Linked DNA regions of Sus scrofa: region 2 is linked to region 1. The links are chromatin contacts, called in public HiChIP or PLAC-seq maps. All regions are on one chromosome and are shown on one strand. Each heading gives the region's core, a stretch centred on a gene start, on an enhancer-like site or on the middle of the called end of the contact. The rest is flanking DNA. Distances are from core to core; before and after follow the strand shown.

What was found. HiChIP or PLAC-seq counts read pairs in DNA pulled down with a chosen protein or histone mark.
Region 2: a contact with region 1 is called in an H3K27ac HiChIP or PLAC-seq map of alveolar macrophages. The contact joins two enhancer-like sites. A contact is called at or near these places in 2 of 47 Hi-C or Micro-C datasets (embryonic fibroblasts and liver) and 1 of 2 datasets of contacts at active chromatin or transcription factors (alveolar macrophages).

What each region holds. Positions count from the first base shown.
Region 1 is chr4:20,662,530-20,666,944 of Sscrofa11.1, reverse strand. All of the region lies in intron 1 of EXT1 (exostosin-1), which reads right to left. Among named protein-coding and RNA genes, the nearest start is that of EXT1, 20 kb to the right of the region's middle. Within about 2 kb of position 1,519, at least 33 of the 83 cell types and tissues checked have an H3K27ac peak or open chromatin away from gene starts, as enhancers often do. A contact at or near this core is called in alveolar macrophages, where this site is marked.
Region 2 is chr4:20,770,236-20,774,424 of Sscrofa11.1, reverse strand. The region is part of intron 1 of EXT1 (exostosin-1); the gene reads right to left. Among named protein-coding and RNA genes, the nearest start is that of EXT1, 130 kb to the right of the region's middle. Within about 2 kb of position 2,259, at least 1 of the 83 cell types and tissues checked has an H3K27ac peak or open chromatin away from gene starts, as enhancers often do. A contact at or near this core is called in alveolar macrophages, where this site is marked.

The DNA.
Region 1 (4,415 bases), core at 270-2,769:
GAAAAAGAACAATCAAACTAAACTTTGACAGCTTCTTCCTGACCCCAAAGACGTAAATCATATCTATTGTCAGCTCTCATTAGAAACTGAAAATCCAGCATGCAGCATTTTAGTCCTACCATGAGAAAAATTTAATTGTTCTGTCCATTTGCTTTTGTTTTCTTGTTTGCTTTTGATCAAACCAGAGTACGATCCACTCTCCACCCTGGTCCCAAACTCTGATAATATCTAACCAGTTATGATTTGCACACGCTTGTGCCAAGAGAGAACATAAACAGACATTTTGAAAGCAGCACTATGTGAAGTAATGTAAAACAGCTTGCAGTTGTATCTAGCAACCAACTTTCCACAAAGAATTATCTAGAAACATTTTCCAAATCACACTTATTTAAGGGTTCACACCCCAGATTCCACTGTGTGCAATTCTGAATCTCAAAGTGGTCCTGATTCAAGGCAAATTTTCCTCTGTTCCTTTATATAAAACTTAAGTCTTTTCAGTTAATGGACTTTGGTCCCTTAGTTAAATTGACAAATTAAACTGTATAGTACTTTTGTATTTAAAAAAGCAATTAAAATTCTAAGATTTTTAAAATAGACTTTTTAAAAATCTTTAAAATAGATTTTTTAAACAGGTGTGGGCAACTGAGAAAACAAAGCACTTACACTTATCTTCTGAAAAAAGCACTCACTTTGCTAAAAAAATACTTGGGACACTCCTTGTTCTCAGACCAAGAATGGAGGGTGAATATACAGAAAGACAAACCACATCGCGATTCACATGCCACATTTCATACTTCTGTGAAAACTAATCAAAGAATTGTTTTCACAATGGAATGCCTTATAGCCATTAAAATGAGGGAGAGAGTTATATGTACTGATATGGAACAATGCTTGATATAATATTCAGTGATTAAAAAAAGAAATTACAAAAGAGGAACTATATATGTGTGTGTATACATATATGTGTGTATACATATATGTGTGTGGTGTATATACACACACCACACACACACACACACACATATATACATATAAAATCCTATTTTCAAGAAAATAAATTATAGGCTATATGTCCAGGAAAAAAGAAAGAAATATATGCTCAACTGTTCAAGGTGATACATGGTTGCATTACAGGTAGCTTTCACTTTCTATAATGTTTGAACCTTGACCAATACTCAAGTATTATTTCTTCAATCTACAATCTCAATTTTAAAAAAAAAAAAAGCTTCCCCGAAACATTCACCAGATTGTGGTTTAAGCTGTACCTTTGGGTGGCTCTACCTTCAAAGTTAAATGTAAACTCAAGCTTCTGTGATGAGAGCCCTTATGAGTTAGAACAGCTTGATTTGAGTGGCAGTAGGAGGCCTGATATGGGGTAAGGGAATGCGGGGGGGGGGGGGGGGGGCACGCATGCGCACAGGCAAGCCTTCTTCACAGGAGGGAGCGAGGGAGGGTTCCTGAAAACAGACTAATCAAAAGGAAGAAGCATCGAGGAGGGTGGGGTGACTCAGACCGAAGGGAAGGCTTTCCTGAACAGCCACAGAAGTGCCTCTGATAGCCCCGCGTTTACAGCTAGAGAGCAGCTGGGAGAAAGAGGTGTGCAAAATCCATCCTTGTCAGTGGGAGGAGGAGGTGCCAGGAGCTGCTCTGCAGAGAAGTAAGTGGCAACGGGGAAGGCCTGCAAAAAAGAACAAAGTAGCCTGGGGATGAATCCTGGAAGCGGCAGCCCGCCCGTGGGAAACCTCCCTGGTGGGTGAGGCCACAAGACTGAATCCCTGGGCCCCCGTGTATGGTCTCTGCTGTGGGATGAGAGTCCAGGAAAGCTGCTGGCACCGCAAGTGGCTGGCTGAGCATGGCATGTGGTGCCCCATTCATCGGCAGACAGTGGGGACTGAGGTTCTGGCCCCCGGAGGCACTGTCAGGCCCTTCCTCAGAGAGGGCAGCCGAAACACGGAAGCAGTAACCTCTAGAGGGTTCTTCTCCCGTGAAGTTGCCTGGAGAGTTTACCACAATTCTCCACAAGGACTTCTCTGTCTCAGCCTGCCCTCCAGGAGAAAGCCAGCTCTGAAGCGACAGACACACTATACCTGGCCAAGAACTAGGGCCTCAGACAATACGGTGCAGTTCCAGGGCCACAAAGCAGACTTTTAGGGATAGTACAGAGCTATCTCGAAGGTCAGATGACGGCCAAAGGCACAAGGTATTTCAAAGCTGTAAATCATCATCTGATTTTGGTGAATCTCTAATTTCCTTCCTACTATGTTGAACCTCAAGCAGGGGGGCAGGGGTGTTGGATTCTTCTAACCTTATGTTTTCTATCCAGCATCCCCCGTGGTTTGCTTATTCCAAACAAAATGAAAGAATGCTATTAAGTTCCAAAGCCTTTCTTTCTGCACTGACAGGCCACTGTGACCAAAAGATACTCACTGGACAAATATCTCTAGAGGAGCTACTATATGCTCAGCACTGTGTTAAAACCAGGGAAACAGACGAAAAACAAATACACAAGCCCTTGAGATAAGACTTACAGATTTAAATCCAAGTGGAACATAAAGTGAAATATCCAAATAATTTTATATTCAAAAGATATTTGGAGGCAAATGGTAGATAAAAAGCCCATTGGGGGCATTTTTCCACCATGACAAGAGGTGCTGTGTACTTTGATCCCCATCATTCTTTTGGTCTGGCCTCCTTCATCTATATTTGAAAAAGAAACTAAGAAAACTAAAACTGGAGTTCCCGTCGTGGCTCAGTGGTTAACGAATCCGCCTAGGAACCATGAGGTTGTGGGTTCGATCCCTCGCCTTGCTCAGTGGGTTAATGAGGATCCAGCGTTGCCATGCGCTGTGGTATAGGTTGCAGACACGGCTCAGATCCCACACTGCTGTTGCTGTGGCTGTGGCATAGGGCAGTGGCTACAGCTCCAATTAGACCCCTAGCCTGGGAACCTCCATATGCCACTGGTGCAGCCCTAGAAAAACACACAAAAAAAAAAAAAAAAAAGAAAGAAAACTAAAACTTAAAAAACTTAAAAAAAAAAAGAAAAAGAAGATGAAAAAAAAAGATGAAAAACTCTAGGATATGCCAGAGTCATACTTCTATCGGTTTTAGTTCTGGAATTTCTAGACAAAAAAAAAAAAAAGGACTTCAAATGTAGTAACAGTTAACTAAGCACCTGTCCAGCCAAAGACTCCAGCGGGTCGTGAACTCTGGAGTACAGGGGAGAATGAACCAGCTTTACCCAGGAATACACCCAGAGAGACAAAATATGCACCTGGAGGGACAAAAACTCAATAATTATAAGGCATGGTAGAACAATCTAAGGTTTAAAACCACCTCCAGTCTAAATTCCAGAATTTCCCCAGGCCCTGAACGACAGGATGTAAGGAGCCCCCTCCAAGCTTGCAGACCCCTAAAATTATACAGGGTGAGAAAACAGAGCAGGGAGGAAAACTTCAGAGCGCCCACCCACACATGATGGAAACAAGCCAAGATGAGCATCTCATCTGTTGTGTGGACAGAGTAATGCTTAATCCAGGCTGCTGCTGATGAGCCCGGTGATAAGCAGGGAATGCCCTGGGCCTGCTGATTTATGCTCCACTATCTGAAAAATCACTAGGCCACTTTTATACCCCCGAGGGGAACTCAAATGACAGGCTTCAAATGATAGGTCTTACCCCAGTGGCGAACCAAGGAGCAGACGGGTACAGCAAGCCACTGTACCTGAGAATTCCAAAAGCAAGTATTTTAGACTTTAAGAGACATGTCAAAAAATCCAATTAATTCACCTCATCTAATTAAGTGAGTTAATTGGAAATACAATACAGTGTTTTTATTTCAACTGCTGCTTGAATCTCCAAGTCCGATTACTGGGAGAGGAAGGGCAATTTTTATTTTTGTGGGGAAGAGAGGAGAGGACTTTGGGACACGGAGGTGGGAACCAAAAAAAAAAAAAAAGCACCTGATTCTTGGTAGAAAACATTAGCCAGCACTGACCCAGCAGTGTTTCTAAAGGGAGAAAAAAAAGGGGGGGATTTTGAATATTTACTCCATATACAAATAACTGCAGGCCTACAGTCGCTATTATGCATAAAATACACGCCTGCTTGTTGTCTGCACCCAAGCAGTATCATGTTTGAGATGAGGGCGGCAGGTCTCGCTTTACTTATACTTAATGAATTATTCCCCAGAGTCTCTTTTTCAAAAGCTGATGTTAGAGAGCGCTGTCTAAGATTCTGTGATTTACGACAAGGACATAATCCTGTTCTCACATGCTTTCTGAGGGGACGTGGTAAGGTGCCAGGGGACAGGGTTTGACCTGTGGTGTATCTCCATCACAGCCAAGGCCCGCTGCCGTGTGGAATTCAGTAGGCATCCGATCACCTCTGGATCTGGTGGCAGAGATGGTTATTACA
Region 2 (4,189 bases), core at 1,010-3,509, 110 kb before region 1:
TCAGAGAACCAATTTAATAGTCCATAGTTCTGGAGGTCAGAAGCTTGGCCATGGCCTGTGCTTTCCCTACCTAGGGTCTCACCAGATGTCAGCCAGGCTACGTTCTCAGTTGGAGCTGGTCGTCCTCTTCCAAGCACAAACAGCTGTGGCAGAATTCAGTTCCTTGTGGTTTTAGGACAGAGGTCCCCACTTCCTTGCTGGCCACCAGTCAGGGGCCACTTTCAGCCACTAACGGCCAGGCCATGGCATTTCTTGCCACATCCTCCATACCACCCACCCTCGATCTTCAGAGCCAGCCACGGAGAAGCTCCCTCAGGTCAAATCCCTGTGATGGTTTGAATCTTATCTGGAGGAAATGTCCAGTCTCTTTTTAAAGGCTCATCTGATTAGGTCCGATCCACTCAAGATAACTTTTCCTATCTTTAAAGTCAACGTTCATGCAGGACCTTAATTACATCTACAATAATCTTTTCAGAGCAGCACTTTCATTAATGTTTGATTAGATAACTGGGTTAAGATAGTGTGTAGAGCAGGGTGTGGAAATCTAGGGGCCCATTTTAGAGTCTGTTTAGCCCCAGTTCTTCAAAATTAAGGATGCTTTTCACAAGACAAGAAACTAACTTAAATTTGCTCCCCAGTCAGCACCATTCTCGTGCTCTTGACTTAAATGTTCTTGACACGTCAACAAGGCCAATAAAACAGCTTGTTTTAAGATATCACTACCCCCCCACACCAATCAAATAAGATTTGTAGTGCCCTTGAAGGCAGCTAACAAGGCCTTTCTTTTCTCTCTGCCACATAAGTAACATCAGTTGGGGTGGGAAAGGAGAAAACAATGACAATCAGCCTTAACCATCACAGTAAAAATATGAGACAACTCCAAACGTGCACACACAAACGCAGTAGTAGGAAACCTACTGGACAGGCGTGTTCTAAACACCTCCTGACAGTAATAACACCTTCCCCTCCCCTCCAAAAAAAAAAAAAAAAAAAAAAATAGAGGCAGTCCTACTATAAGCAACACTGTAGCCATGAAAAAAATGTACCACGTTGCAGCAACATGGATTCACCTAGAGAGTCTCATACTACCTAAATCAGAAAGAGGACAAATACTGTATGATATCACTTATACGTGGAATTTAAAATATGGCACAGGTGAGCCTATCTACAGAACAGAAACAGACTCACAGACATAGAGAACAGATTTGTGGTGGCCAAGGGGGAGGGGAGAGGGAGGGGGATGAACTAGGAGTTTGGGTTGGTAGATGCAAACTACCACATTTAGAATGGATAAGCAATGAGGTTTTATTGTACAACACTGGGAACTATATTCAATTTCTTGTGAGACCATAATGGACTAAGAGAAAAAGAATGTGGAGATATATATACGTATATATCACTTGGCTATACAGCAGAAATTGGTTTTTTGTTTGTTTGTTTTTTGTCTTTCTGCCTTTTCTAGGGCCGCTCCTGCAGCATATGGAGGTTCCCAGGCTAGGGGTCTAATGAGAGCTGTAGCCACTGGCCTACACCTGAGCCACAGCAACACGGGATCCGAGCCGCGTCTGCAACCTATGCCACAGCGCATGGCAACACCAGATCCTTAACACTTGAGCAAGGCCAGGGATTGAACCTGCAACCTTAGGGTTCCTAGTCGGATTCATTAACCACCGAGCCACGACGGGAACGCCTATACAGCAGAAATTGACAAAACATTGTAAATCAACTATACTTCAATAAACATAAAATTTAACACCATTTTAATAGGACCTTTCAGGGGAATCTGATGATTTCATGTGTGTGTTTACAGCAAAAATCTACCCAAACAGATGTGTTGTTTTTTTTTTTCAAGGCTAACGACATTTAAGCATAGTATTCTTAGTCCTGATGACACATCCTACCTGGTTTCTCTATACTTTGAATTTATTCATCTCACTCTATTCCATATAGGGTGTCTGTCTGTCCTCTGGCTCCCCTCCTGTTGTCATTTTCAGAGAGTATGCCATTGAGAAAGAAAGAACTGAGCTCCTAGTGTGTGCCAGACGCTGGTCTAGGCACCAGGAATAGATTCATCCACAAAATAGAAAACCACCCTACTTTTATGGAGCCCATGTTTTAACAGGAAAGACAAACCCTAAGCCAGGGGTAATGAGGAAAAATAAGGCAGGGGTAGTGGCAGCGGGACTAGAGGCGCCCTTTTACATGTGCTGTGTCTGCAGTTAGTTCCCTTTTCCTGTGCACACGGGTGACCTCTCTGTTCCTCTGCCCCATCACACCAGGGAGCAGGCCTCTAGGAGGCACTGCTCTTGCCTGTTAACACCTTGTAACCCAGTCCATAAATTAAGGAGATTTCTCAGCTGCTTCTTGGATCACAGACACAGTATAATATTTACAGATTACTCTATTTGTGGAGATCTCTACAAATGGGACCCTAGAAATAGAAAGTGTTTTGGTTTGGCAAAAGAGCCCAAGTAAAAAAAAAAAATGCATTACAACTGCATCTGCATGTCCCGTATGTTCTAAGGATAAAGGGATCCTGTGCCTTTGAGGAACTTGGGGGTGGGGGGATGGAATTATGAAATCTTTTGAAGGAAAATATCAGAAAAATTTTAGCTGAAAAATTAAAAGAAATAAACTGTTCACGTGAGCTACTTTTTCTAACTTTCTAAAGTGTGTAAAGATGAAGGGATGAGGGTGTATCCACACCGATTACATCTGTTTTATTTAAGGCAAAATTTATGTCACACTAGATGACATCAACTGCCGGTTCCCTGGCTAATTTGTCATTTTTATGATTGAAACAAATCTCAAATGTTAGAGACAACTCACAAATCATATTTCTATAATACTGAAATAAATTATATTGGAATCAGCCTATTCCTCAGCAGGAACAACAGAATTTGATGTCGTGTCCTAATTTCATTGATTTTGGACTGGGGATTTCTTCTTTTTCAGAAACCTATACGCTTGTCTTGTTGATAAAGGGTAGTGGTGGCTCCTGGGTGTGAAGCTATACCTTTAAAAGATGTACTAAACTCTTTGACTCTTTGTAACCCTAAGGATTCTGCATGAAAATAAAAAAGCAAGTAACACTCAAGAGTTGATATCCCACACCAGCTCCAGGATCAAAAGGGTAGCAAGGTCTTTTCATGATGTCTAAAACGAATCCTAAAATTCAACACACGTGTGTACACACACACACAAGCACACATACACACTTTGCTCAAACCTCCTCTTTCTTCCCTTGATACAAACCCTAGAAATGCATTTTTCTCTGTGCCCTGCACTCCTCTTTTCTACAAAGTTCAAACTTTCTGGTACCCCTGTCTCACCTCAAAAATGCTTATCTTTACCTCTCCTTTTATAGGAAATAACTTTAAGACTCAAGACCAAAGTCCATTAAGCCAGGACTTAGTGGAAGTAGAGACTCTACGTGGCCATGTTTGTGTTCAATAACCATTGCTTCAGTGGGGACGAAACTCTAATGAATGATGAGATACTAGTTTCAGAGAAAGTATACATGGGTCAGGGACTCGTTTTTGGAAAGCTGGCCAGAGAGCTTCAAGAGTTCTGACAATCAGCAGCTGGTAAAACACATCACGACATGGAAACATTTGGCAAGTGGTTAATGGGACAATCAGTAGTAAATCTTGAAGTTGCCACAAAGGGACCAAACTTGCAAGTGTTTACAAGACTATTACATCTTTAAAGTACTTTTTCATAAAGATTAGGGTTTGGGTTTTCAATGTGATCACAACGCTACTAAAAACCAACAAAACTGCTTTCAGAAATGCACTCTTGAGCCAGTTTGGAGCACCAAGAACTTTTTTTTTTTTTTTTTTAAGTTTCAGAATCTGAGATGCAAGGATAAAATGTCAGTCACAACCTCTCCCCGCCCCCTCCCCCCCCCGCATCATATTCTAAATCATATTCTCTAATAAAACCTAGGGTCTATACATATTGAAAAATCTCTCTCCACTGTAAATGATGTGTGAGGTCATTTCTTTAGCAAATTCCTGCCTAGAGTTGGAAGCACTAGGAATCCGAAGTAAGAACACACAATGAATGGAATGATTGATTTTTATCTCCAAGCCTGCTGGGGCTGGTCCTATTTGGATGGCCAACTTTTCTCAGACAATAGGCTGGGATCACTAAGAAGAAAAATACCTTCAGCAACCTCCAGACAAGG